Regions from separate parts of the Callithrix jacchus genome. Here region 1 is linked to region 2. Evidence: chromatin contacts called from public Hi-C data. All regions are on one chromosome and are shown on one strand. The core of a region is the stretch at or near the end of the contact, and the rest is flanking DNA. Distances in the headings are between cores, read along the strand shown. Region 1 overlaps FGD4 (FYVE, RhoGEF and PH domain containing 4). Region 2 overlaps FGD4 (FYVE, RhoGEF and PH domain containing 4).

The links. A called contact is a pair of places that touch in the nucleus more often than the background predicts.
Region 1: a contact with region 2 is called in a Hi-C map of induced pluripotent stem cells, with 1.9 times the contacts expected there. The contact joins two enhancer-like sites. A contact is called at or near these places in 2 of 3 Hi-C or Micro-C datasets (induced pluripotent stem cells and skeletal muscle).

Annotation. Positions count from the first base shown.
Region 1 is chr9:39,028,391-39,034,958 of calJac240_pri, reverse strand. The region is part of intron 1 of FGD4 (FYVE, RhoGEF and PH domain containing 4); the gene reads left to right. Among named protein-coding and RNA genes, the nearest start is that of FGD4, 57 kb to the left of the region's middle. Within about 2 kb of position 3,723, at least 2 of the 16 cell types and tissues checked have an H3K27ac peak or open chromatin away from gene starts, as enhancers often do.
Region 2 is chr9:38,950,810-38,956,925 of calJac240_pri, reverse strand. All of the region lies in intron 1 of FGD4 (FYVE, RhoGEF and PH domain containing 4), which reads left to right. Among named protein-coding and RNA genes, the nearest start is that of FGD4, 130 kb to the left of the region's middle. Within about 2 kb of position 3,270, at least 4 of the 16 cell types and tissues checked have an H3K27ac peak or open chromatin away from gene starts, as enhancers often do.

The sequences.
Region 1 (6,568 bases), core at 2,474-4,973, 78 kb before region 2:
TTGAGGATCTGTTTAGATTGTAGTAGGTACCAGTGATTATATGATTTCCTTTGCATATGTTATGTGACATGATGTTGACAATAATCTTCCGAAATAAATACTGACTTTTTTTTTTTTTTGAGAGACAGTCTCCCTCTATTGCCAGGCTGGAGTATAGTGGCGTGATCTCAGCTCACTTCAACCTCCGTCCCCTGAATTCAAGCGATTCTCCTGCCTCAGCCTTCGGAGTAGCTCCCACTATAGGTGCCCGTCACCACACCTGGCTAATTTTTGTATTTTGTTTTATTTTATTTTTTAGTAGAGACGAGGTTTCACCATGTTGGCCAGGATGGTCTTTAACTCCTGACCTCATGTGATCGGCCCACTTCGGCCTCCCAAAGTGCTGGGATTACAGGTGTGAGTGACCGTGCCCGGCCAAATATTGACATTTTATAATCAGCAAGACTGAGGCTCAGAGAAATGTAATAACCCGCCTGTGAGCACAATCACTGTATTGCAGATTCTGTATTTCACCCTCATCTCCTACCTAAGCTCTTTCTACATACCGTTTCTATTAAATTAGCTGGGCATTTGAATATGCCATTAGCTGAGATAAAGAATACAAGTAACTGATATTCTCCAGATTACTATTTTTAAGGATGTATTTATACTAACCCTACTTGAGACATCTAATACATATATGATGTGTGTTAGTTGTACCTGTGGTCCATAACTTATTCATGTTGAAAGTTTATCATGTTCAACTTTATCATGTTGAAAGTTAATATTGATTCTTTTGAGTTTGTGTTTTATAACAAAATATTCAGTTATGACAAAATATTTTTCCTTTAGGAAAATAACACATTTTGAAGTAAGATGATGTACAAAAACCATAATAATTATTTAAGCAATTAAAACTGTTATAAATACAAAATTTTCTGATTTTTCTTTTTTACCCTTTTCAGATGAGGGTTTTCACGGTCCTCTGTGATTCATGATATCACCAAGCTCTGGTAACGAAGTGTTGAAATGATTTCTTCAGTCTTAGGAGCTCACAAATTAAAAAACAATGCCGTATGCTTATGAGGCTTTCACCTAAAGAGATTAGTAGTAACATTTCCATTTATTCATCTGTTTTTCTACTTATTTTGACATGTTTTTGCAAGATAGTTTATTTAATGTGAATTTAGCATAAGTGGAATTTGAATCCACATATTTGCACAGAGCACTGAAAGCTCCTATAAAGCAAACAGAAGAAGGCTTCCAGGGGAATTTCAAGAATGTTGTGCATTTTTAAAATAGAAGTCTCTGCTGTGCTCTGTTCCCACAGTTTATGCCCTTTGCCTTGTGACTATTATCCTTTCTTTTCATCTTTGTAACAGTTTTTTTTGAGATGGAGTCTTGCTCTGTCACCCAGGCTGGAGTGCAGTGGTGAGATCTCGGCTTACGGCTACCTCCACCTCCCAGGTTCAAGCAGTTCTCCTGCCTCAGCCTCCCGAGTAGCTGGAATTACAGGCATTGCCATCATACCTGGTAATTTTTGTATTTTGAGTAGAGATGGGGTTTCACCATCTTGGCCAGGCTGGTCTTGAACTCCTGACCTTGTGATCCACCCCGCTCAGCCTCATAAAGTGCTGGGATTATAGGCGTCAGCCACCTTGATTTTAACTGTGACTTTTTTTTTTTTTTTTTGAGACGGAGTTTTGCTCTTGTTGCCCAGGCTGGAGTGCAATGGCGTGATTTCGGCTTACCACAGCCTCTGCCTCCCAGGTTTTAAACGATTAGTAGAATCAGCCTCCTGAATAGCTGGGATTACAGGCATGCACTACCATGCTTGGATAATTTTTGTATTTTTAGAAGAGAAGGGATTTCTCCATGTTGGTCAGGCTAGTCTCGAACTCCTGACCTCAAGTGATCTGCCCCCCTCTTGGCTTCCCAAAGTGCTGGGATTACAGGCGTGAGCCACCACGCCTGGCCAACTGTGACCTTTTAAGTTATGGATTTAGTTTGGTTTCTGCATCTGGCAAGTAAACACTGCATATCTGTGATTGGAAAGTTGGTGGCAAGGTTACCTTTCCATTCTTGATGTTGCAGCCTGAAGTGCCTTCACAACTTGTTCTGTGGTTTGCCTTTTTTTGGTGGATGTTAGATACAATGATGCATGCAAAACATTTTTTTTTTTTTTTTTTTGCCTGAGTCTCACTCTCTTACCAAGGCTGGAGTGCAGTGGTGCAATCTCTGCTCACTGCAACCGCTGCCTCCCAGGTTCAAATGATTCTCCTGTCTCAGCATCCTGAGTAGCTGGGATTATAGGTAGCCACCACCACACATGGATAATTTTTGTGGTTTTGGTAGAGATGGGGTTTCACCATGTTGGCCAGGCTGGTCTCGAACTACTGACCTCCAGTGATCCACCTGCCTCACACTCCCAAAGGGCTGGGATTACAGGCATGAGCCACCCTGCCCAGTCTCTGCATGCAAAAATTTTAACCCAACGTCCAGTGCAGAGGTAAATGCTCAATAATTAATTGCTATTATTCCATTATCTCCTGTATTTGACTAGCTCCCTTTTCTGGTTCAAGGCAATTAGCTTGTATTATTATTCATTCATGTATTCTCTCCAGGGTTCACTTATCTTTTACATCATTGCCATTTAGACCGTGCATTTGTTTTTACTTCTTTTTTATCTGTGAGGAAGCCACTATATACTTTTATTTAAAACTAAGGTTAAATTTTGTCCAAGTAGAATTGCAAATATTTCTAAAAATAGACAAAAGACTGGAGGCAATTTACATGTGCAAAAATGCTTGGGACCCTACTCTGCTGCTCCCTTGACCCTGATTGTTGCAAGAAAGTAGAAGCAGGGTGACAGTAGAGGGAATGCAACCAACACTAGCCAGGTACAGGGCTTGGCTGTTTAAGTATACATTATGGAATGTGTTATTCGCATTTTACATTGGAGGAAACTGGGCTTCAGAGAATTTAAGTAACAGGCTCGCCAAGGTTGTACCACTAGTAACTGGCAAAATAGGGATTCCAGGCCTGATTTCTGAGTCTGGCACCGTTGCTTACATAGTAGGTTCTTTAGAACAGTGACTTTCAAATGTTTTAACCACAGCCCAATATAACATTGTGTGTACGTGTGTGAGTGTGCTTTTATGTGTGTTTGAAATAAAACTTTTTCATGCGCTTACACACTCTGATTTTCTTTTTTAAACAGAACCACAAATGGAATGAGACCATAGTTTGTAAAACCTCATGCCTTAGAAAAAAAGATAAGAAGAAGACATTTTCTCTTTAAGTTTATTATTCTGTCTTAACTGAAGACCTTCCACACTGGCAATATCCAAGGGCCAGATTCAAAGTGAGAAGGTTATATACCTCTTGAAATATGTAAGGTTGGATAATTAGACCTTGGTGCTTAAAATAGTGCTTTCAGGGCAGTGAAATTTTCATCGGCTCACCCCACATTGACTTGTGCCTTTGCTGTAATATAAAAGCAATGAGAACAGAAAGAAAATGCAGTGTAAGTGTGTGCAGCATGGCAAATATTCTTGCTAAGACTTGCACTCACCCTGTGTTTCTTTTGCAGGGAGATTTTAACCTAATTTCTTGCAACTTTTAGATCGGTGGGCTTGTGTTAACTCACATCACTTAGAGAATACAATTGAGACGACTTTAGAAATTCAAGTGAGAGCTCTTGAATGAAAACGGCTGTCTGCGAAGCTGACTGAACTGGGTAACTAGTGTTGAACAGGTGCCTCTTGTTCCCAACGTGGTGTGTATGATCTCACTTGCCTCCTCAGAGGCAGCTCTGAGACAAGATGGAATTTTCTTCTTTATTCAAAATAGCAGCCATCGCCAAAAAACAAGCAAACAAAACCCAGGAGCTGAGATAGCTTGTTCTAAGTCATATGTGACTAGTAGAAAAGACTAAGACTTCAACCCAGGTGTGGATTTCATACTGAAGATCTTAAAACAAAAACCCCTTCACTGTGTAATTAAGAATGTCAAGAGTCACCTTTGTTGTAGATGAAAATACCAACTTTTGGGGCAACAGATTAGAGTATAATGCAAGAATATCATTCAGTTTTCATTGTTTAAAGGTTAATAAACAATGAAAGGTAAATAACATATTCTTCTTGACTTTGAACTTCAGATGTCTAAAATGCCTTCATTTGGAGGAACATTGATACAGTCCCCACAAATATTTTTCCTCTGTGCAGTAAAACTAGAAGCCTGGGTCAGGGTCCCTGTTTTATGATGTGTCTTCATTGTTTTTGTTGGCAGCACTGAGGTGTGAAAGGTTGTGTGAGAGTTGAAATGAGAACTCAGGCTTTCTGACCACTCCCCACTTCTTTGCAGAAACATTAGTTCACGTGGGCAGAAATAAAATGTGTGGTTAAAGATGAGATAAAAAATGGTAGAGGAAGAGGGCCACATTATTTATTTGCTACTTGGATTTAGAATGTAGCCTTGTGAAGACTTTGTGTTCTATAAAGTGATCCCAGGAAGGAAGAATTCAGTCAAGTTCTGTACTTAAAACACACTGATTTCACAAAGCCGCTAAGTAGCCAACGCAGTAGGTAGAAATATTCTTTAAAGTTCTGATTTCCTTTAGGCCCCAAGTTTCTTTCCATTTTTGCTAAGCACTTATTTGCATATATTGTAGTGAAGCATGTTATGTATGTACATACTGGATTAGTCATGATGTGTAAGTGTTTTTGGCCCCAGCCACCTGAAGTTTGATTCTACAAGGGATTAAAGAAAAAGAACAAATATGCATACGGTATTTATACTATATGCTCATTGAAAGGCTGATTGAATAATAATAGAAGAATAAGAATGGATAAAATTTACTGAGAGCTTTATGTAATAGGTAGTATTCAAGGTGTTTTCTCTCAAAATAATCTTGTCTGAAGATAGATGCTATTAATACTCCATATTTTTACAGATGAGGAAACCAAAGCACAAAGAATATAAGTTAATATTGGCCGGGCGCGGTGACTCACGCCTATAATCCCAGCACTTTGGGAGGCTGAGGCGGGTGGATCATGAGGTCAAGAGATCGAGACCATCCTGGTCAACAAGGTGAAACCCCGTCTCTACTAAAAATACAAAAATTAGCTGGGCATGGTGGTGCGTGCCTGTAGTCCCAGCTACTCGGGAGGCTGAGGCAGGAGAATTTCTTGAACCCAGAAGGCGGAGGTTGTGGTGAGCTGAGATCATGCCATTGCACATCAGTCTGGGTAACAACAGCGAAACTCCGTCTCAAAAAAAAAAAAAAAGAAGAATATAAGTTAATATTAAGGGTCATAGTTTCATAAAATGACAGAGCAAGTGTAATGTGACTTGACATCCTGTGCTTTTTTTTTTTTTTTGTAATAGAGTCTTGCTCTGTCGCCTAGGCTGGAGAGCAGTGGCGTGATCTTTGCTCACTGCCACCTCCGCCTCCCTCGTTTAAGCAATTCTCAGCCTTGCCTCAGCCTCCCGAGTAGCTGGGATTGCAGGCGCACACCACCACACCTGGCTAATTTTTGTATTTTTGGTAGAGATGGGGTTTCACCCTCTTGGCCAGGCCGATCTTGAAGTCCTGACCTTTTGATCCACTGCTTTGGCCTCCCAAAGTGCTGGGATTACAGGTGTGAGCCACTGTGCTCGGACCCATTCTGTGCTTTTAATAACTATGTTATGCTGATCCCTGTGTAATAGATATTAAACTAAGAGTTACGAGAAAACGGGTCCTAATCATAATTTTATCAGTAAAGTTCAAGCTTGTTTGTACAACTCATTTTTGTTTGTTTCGTTGTCCTAAATTATGAATAATGTCTGTTCTACCTACAACTCTAATTTGTAATTAAATTGTTATTTAATAGGGATTAAAGCCAGAGAAGAGTAGTGACTGTGGGCTAGGGTACATTATGGAAATTAGAGGAACAAAGGAGTAAAAACAATGGGAAGTGTTAAAAAGCGCAGTTGACTTTTGAACAACTTGGGGGTAAAGGGCCGTGATCCCTCTTCAGCTAAAAATTCACGGATGACTTTTGATTCCCCCAAAACTTAATTTAGGAATAGCCTACTATTGATCAGAAGCCTTACTGATAACATAAACAGTCGACTGATACATCTTTTATATGTTATAGGTATTATATACTGTTTTCTTCCTTGTCTTAAGAAATTGCCATAGCCCCCAGCCCTCACCTTTAGCAGCCACCACCCTCATCAGTCAGCAGCCATTAACAGCAAACACTCTCCACTAGCAGAAGATTATGACTTATCAAAGGCTTAGATGATCATTAGCATTTTTTAGCAACAAAGTGTGTGTGTGTGTGTGTGTATGTGTATGTGTGTACTTATGTGTATGTGTTTGTCTTTTGAGACAGGATCTTACAGTGTTACCCAAACTGTAGTGCAGTGGTACAATCACTGGTCACTGCAGTGTTGGCCTCCTGGTCTTGAGTGATCCTTCTGCCTCAGCCTCCCAACTAGCTGGGGCCACAGTCATACACCATGGTGCCTGGCTACTTTTAAATTTTTTGTAGAGATGGTGTCTTGCTATGTTGCTTAGGCTGGTTGTGAACTCTTGGCC
Region 2 (6,116 bases), core at 2,021-4,520:
TTATTGAGCAGAATGTCAATAATGAGTTCCAGCCACTGGAAGTCTCAGAGGCCAAGTTGATATAAAGAAAGTAAGGAAGGGTTAGTGAGACTGGACTCTGTGGCTGAGCCCATAAATGATTTTGGATGATGAATTAATTGGCTGTGTCGTAAGACAGAAAAGAAGCTCTGGGGTGTGAAACCGAGAAATCTGGAGCGATGCTGTCTATAGGAGAAAATTGTGGCAAAATTTTTGCTATTAAAGATGTACTTAATGTTTTATATTAAGGATGTACTTGCCCTCTTTTTATTTTTCCTCTTCCTACATTTAAGTCATTTCCTTCCTTGAAATACTCTTGTAGGAGGGTGATAGGCAAAGTAAAAAGATTGAGTAAAAAATTATCTACAAATGTTTCCTTAGTAGTTCCCATAAGGCTTGATGGGGAGTAGAAATCCGGTACATGAATTAAAGCATAAGAATTATTTATGTGTTAGGCGCAGTGGCTCACACCTGTAATCTCAGCACTTTGGGAGGCCGAGGTGGGCAGATCATGAGGTCACGAGTTTGAGACCAGCCTGGCCAACATGGTGAAACCCTGTCTCTACTAAAATTACAAAAATTAGCCATGCATAGTGTCACGTGCTTGTAGCCCTCACTATTTGGGAGGTTGAGGCAGGAGGATGGCTTCAATCTGGGAGGGGGAGGTGGCAGTGAGCTAATATTGTACCACTGCTCTGCCTGGGTGACAGAGTGAGATTCTGTCTCAAAAAAAAAAAAATTATTTGTGTGTTTACATTTCGTGTAATTTATTTCCAAATTTATCTAGATAATTGGAAATTGACCTACATTTAAAAATCTGTAGCCAACAGTTAAGATTAAAAAAAATTACCTCCCCCAAATGCACAGTTAAATCTATGAACTACTGTTTTCTATTTGATAATATGCTTGATCTGAATAGTAATTATGATACATTATTAGATGACATGATGTCTTAGAAATATTGAATCAATTTTGACTATAGCAAAAATAAATTACACAAAGCTTGAAAATGATTTTATTTATAAATGTAAGCCTCCTAACGACTATCAGTAGAGTTACTGATTTATTAGAAATACCATCTTTTTCTCTAATATTGTCCAGTAAATTTTTAAATTTATTTTGACCAGAGTTACTAATTTAGAGTATAAAATGGTGAAATAAGAAATATCAAGGAAAAAAGATATTTTGGTACCTCTTTATCTAAAATTGATCATTTTGGTATAGAATGGTAACAAGACATGCTTAGGGTCAGGAAGTGCAACTGTATTCACCGTACTCAATCCTAAAAATTTTGTAATACCTCTATCTTCCAGGAGGTTTAAGTTTACCTCCCTCGTAGACATCTAAAAGCAGTGACTGTGACAAATGTCATAGGAGAGGTACAAAATATGTGTTTGGAGAATAGAAAAGGAGGAGCAACTAACGTTTTATTGATTCGAGGAAATTTCCTCAAAAAAAGGTAACATACTGATGAATTTGTTTAAACAAAGACTTTCTGTTTTTTAAACTAAAAGAAGCAACATATGCAAAAGCAGAGAGAAACATATCAAAAGAGAACAGTGTTTTCCAGGAATGGAGAAGATGGGAATGTGGCTAGAGCATTAGAGGTGCATAGTTCTGAGTAGATGGATATCAGGCCATTTAGGAGATTGATGTTTTCTTCTTTTTTTTGAGACAGAGTTTAGCTCTTATTGTTCAGCCTGGAGTGCAGTAGCGTGATCTCTGTTCACCACAACTTCTCCCTCCCTGGTTCACGCAATTCTCCTGCCTCAGCCTTCCGGTAGCTGGGATTACAGGCATGTGTCATCAAACCCGGCTAATTTTGTATTTTTTAGTAGAGTTGGGGTTTCTCCATGTTGGGCAGGCTGGTCTCAAGCTCCCAACTTCAGGTGATCCACCCGCCTCAGCCTCCCAAAGTGCTGGGATTACAGGCGTGTGCCCCCACACCTTGCCGAGATTGATGTCTTAATGTGAAGGGTCCTTTATGCAAACTAGAGGTTTTGGAGTTTCCCCTGCCCATCGGGCCTTGCAGTTCCATTAAAGGATTTTAAGCAAGGGAGTAATAAAATTTGTTTTATCACTGAATGAATAAAATAGTCACACTTTTTATTTGTGGGAGCAAAATTGTATTAGACATGGCTAAATGTAGTTTAAGTAATGCAGTTTTAAAATTTGGAATTGGAAAAGTGGTTATCTTTGATTAACTGGCTTATTTTTTTGGTCCTAACTTCCTCCTTTTGTCAGCCAGAAAAAATATAGAAAATAATGGATAAGCTAACAGCAGTATTTGCTTTTTAAGTTTTGCATGCCTGAAACAATCCCCTACACTGTTAGAAGCTTAACACACGATGCTATTGTGCTCTGGGTCTAGAAAAATTGTGAGGCCTGCTAGTCTGATTCTGCAGCAGGGAGTAAGGAAAGTCAATACCTAACTTTGTAAGCTACTGAATATTAAATGTTTAGTAAAAGGTGGTTTATAGTAATGTTTTTTGGTTTTGAGATTTTTTTTGAGACAGAGTCTCACTTTGTTGCCAGGCTGGAGTGCAGTGGCACGATCTCAGTTCACTGCAACCTCCACCCCTCAGGTTCAAGCAATTCTCCTTCCTCAGCCTCCCAAGCAGCTGGGATTAAAGACGCCTGCCACCGTGTCCAACTAATTTTTGTAGTTTTAGTAGGTATGGGGTTTCACCATGTTGGCCAGGATGGTCTCAATCTCCTGTCCTCGTGATCTACCCACCTTGGCCTCCCAAAGTGCTGGGATTATAGGCGTGAGCCACCTCCTGGCCAGTAATGTTTTTCTTAAAGAGGAGTTTCAAAATAACGAGGAGAGTCAGGAGTAGAGGGTATCACCAAGGCTTTTTTAGAGAGCCACCTAATTTATTACATGTTTTTCTTAAAATTCCCAGCCATCAGAAAGGAGAATTTTGAGGTCTACATCTACACCTAAGAGATGTCAGGAGAGCAGTAAAACTGTTTCTATAATTTATAAGGAAGTTAGGTAACTTTCCCACAGTCATAAAATAATCATGTCAAAAATTTTGACCTTTCAACCTCTAGTTTCAGTAGTCACCCTGTTTTTTTGTCAAGTAAAAAAAATACACTTCCCAGATAAACATCACCTTGCATTTCACAGCAGGTCTGGGTGATCCTGACCTTGAAACAAGTGATAGTGTTGGTACATTTAAAGTAGCAGCTTTTGGGTGACTGGCCAGTCCTGAGGAGCTTTTCCTACTTAGTGTTCATTTTATCTATTACTGCCATGAAGCAAAATACAGGTTTGAAAAGTTGAATGAATGGTGTTGGTAACTGCAAAGCAAAGTGTTGCGACACAGTAGGCTGAGGTAGTTTTAAGCAGATAAAGTTCACAGAAAGTAGTGTACAGAAATAGTGTTAGGCTTGGATATTTTAGCTTCTGGATTTCAAATTTAGAGAAATCAAGTTTAGAAAAATAAACAGCAAAGTAGTACAGAATTCATAGCAACAATGTCAGGAAGAATTTGCTTATGAAAAGGATCCATTTTCCCTTTTGTGAAGAGAAACGTTTGTTCACCCTTGGTTACTTGTGATTGAGATAATTAAAAACAATTTTATTACTTGGTTTTAGCAGCATCCTTGTGAAAACTTATGAAATATTAGGCAGTTTGGTTTTCTTCCCCTCTCTGGACTTGCAGATAAATTTGTTGTGAATAAATGGAAAATAGTTTTATAGTGGGCAGAAGCAAGGGAAAAGCCAAGAATCTGGTCGATGTATAAACCAGACATTGTGAATAAATGAGTTGGCTGCAGCTCTTAGAAAAAGGCTAACTTTTGCCCTTTAAGTTCTTTTCTCACATCTGTTTTTATTTCTTTCACACTTTATGAAGTCAATAAAAATTTTAATTTCATTGTTATGGAGGTTCCTCCGTGTACAGGAGCTTTTCATACTCTCTGTTGGCCATAAATGATCTGCTTTTGAATGCTCAAGGCTCCTATTTGGTGACTTTTCATGTAAGGGGATATCTACGTTGTTTTTGGTAGTGATATTATCTCTTTCTACCCAGAGAACACTTCTGACACCAAACTGGGGGTTTTGCTCACAGCAATAACCAGCTCTTTAACTCCACCTGGAGTTAGCGTCGGATCCCGCAGGTGAAAGCTCAGTCCCATAGACTATCTCCACTTCAGATGCCAGTCACAAGTCCTGGGCATCCCATAATTCTGACTCATTCACCATAAATCAGAGGTTCCCATGAACTCTTCATCACGTTTAATAATTTGCTAGATTGGTTCACAGAACTCAGGAAAGCACTTTACTGACATTTACTGGTTTATTATAAAGGAATATAGATGAAGGGTTATTATAAAGGAATATATGAAGAATATAGATGAAAAGCCAGATGAAGAGCGATTAATACATTAAGGTGAGGTCAGAAGATTCCTGATTGTGGGACATTTTGTCCTATGGGGTTAGAGTAGGCCAGCCTCCCTCCACATGGATGTATTCACCAACACGGAAGCTCTCTCTGATCCTTGTCATTTAGAGGTTTCATCGTGTAGATGTGATCATTCGTTAACTCAGTCTCCAGGTCCTCTCCCTCTCCAGAAGTTGGGAGGAGTGGATCTGAAAGTTCTATGCTTCTAATCGTTACTTGATCTTTCTGGCAACCAGCTTCATCCTGAGCCTACTTAAGGTTGTGCAAAGAGTTATTTCATTAGAACAAAAGGGACTTCTACCACCCAGGAAGTGTCAAGAGTTTTAAGAACCCTCTGTTAGGAACAAAATATGCTCCTGTTATCCCCACCAATTAGGAAATGATGAGATTTAACTACTGTCCTTCGTCAGAAACCAGAGACAAAGATCAAATATATATATGTTGATTATGTCACAAATGGATCATAATCTTACTCTTACTTACCTGTGAAGAGGACTTCATACTTGGCATGTATGTATTGGCTGTGACTTAAACAAGAGTCACATGGTGCTATGAGCTTAAATAATTACTAGTAAAAGTTGGCCGGGGCCAATCTCGGGTGACTCATGCCTAGAATCTCAGTGCTTTGGGAGTCTGAGATGGGCGGATCACCTGAGGTCAGGAGTTCGAGACCATCCTGGCCAACATGATAAAAGCCTGTGTCTACAAAAAATGCAAAAATGAGCTGGGCCTGGTGGTGGTTGCCTGTAATCCCAGCTACTTGGGAGACTAAGGCAGGAGAATCACTTGTACATGGGAGGCAGAGGTTGCAGTGAGCTGAGATAGTGCTATTGCACTCCAGCCTGGGTGACAGAGCGAGACTCTGTCTCAAAAAAAAAAAAAAAAAATTGGCTGGGCGCAGTGACTCATGCCTATAATCTCAACAGTTTGGGAGGCCGAGGCAGGTTAATCACTCTGACTGAGCCCAGAAGTTGAGAACAGCCTGGCCAGTATGGCGAAATCCCATCTCTACAAAAAAATACAAAAATGAGCTGGGTGTGGTGGCTCATATCTGTGGTCCCAGCTACTCGGGAGGCTGAGGCTGGAGAATTACTTGAGCTGGGAAGTGGACATTGCAGTGAGTTGAGATCATGCCACTGCACTCCAGCCTGGTGACAGAGTGACACCCTGTCTCAAATAAATAAGTAAATACTATTAAAATTAGTCTTCATGGTGTCCCCATTTTATAATTTTGGTGAACTTTAGCTTATCAGCTCGAAATTATAGAATTCATTTCATACAGCTTCCATTGTAAATACTAATTTGATCCAAGCGTGTTATAACACCAAGCGTGGTGATTCTTGACCATGACTACACGTTGGGATTACCTAAGAAGTTTTAACATACACTGATACCTGGGTCCCACACCCCAGAGAATGACTTAAGTGGTTTAGGATGCAACCCAGGTATTGCAGTTTTCTTTCTTAAAGTTCCACAGGCAATTCTAATGCAGTCATGGTTGAGAACTATTGACCAAGAAACTTGATTTTTTTTAAAGAGGAGGCTAACCCCTTCTGGTCTTCTGGTTCACATGTAGTAGAGATAGTTGGGGAAGATGATTTTTGCTTAAAATAGGAAAGCAACTGACACAATCACATGCTAGGCATGCAGAGTTTAGAACAGTGAGAAGCTAAGATTACATCATAT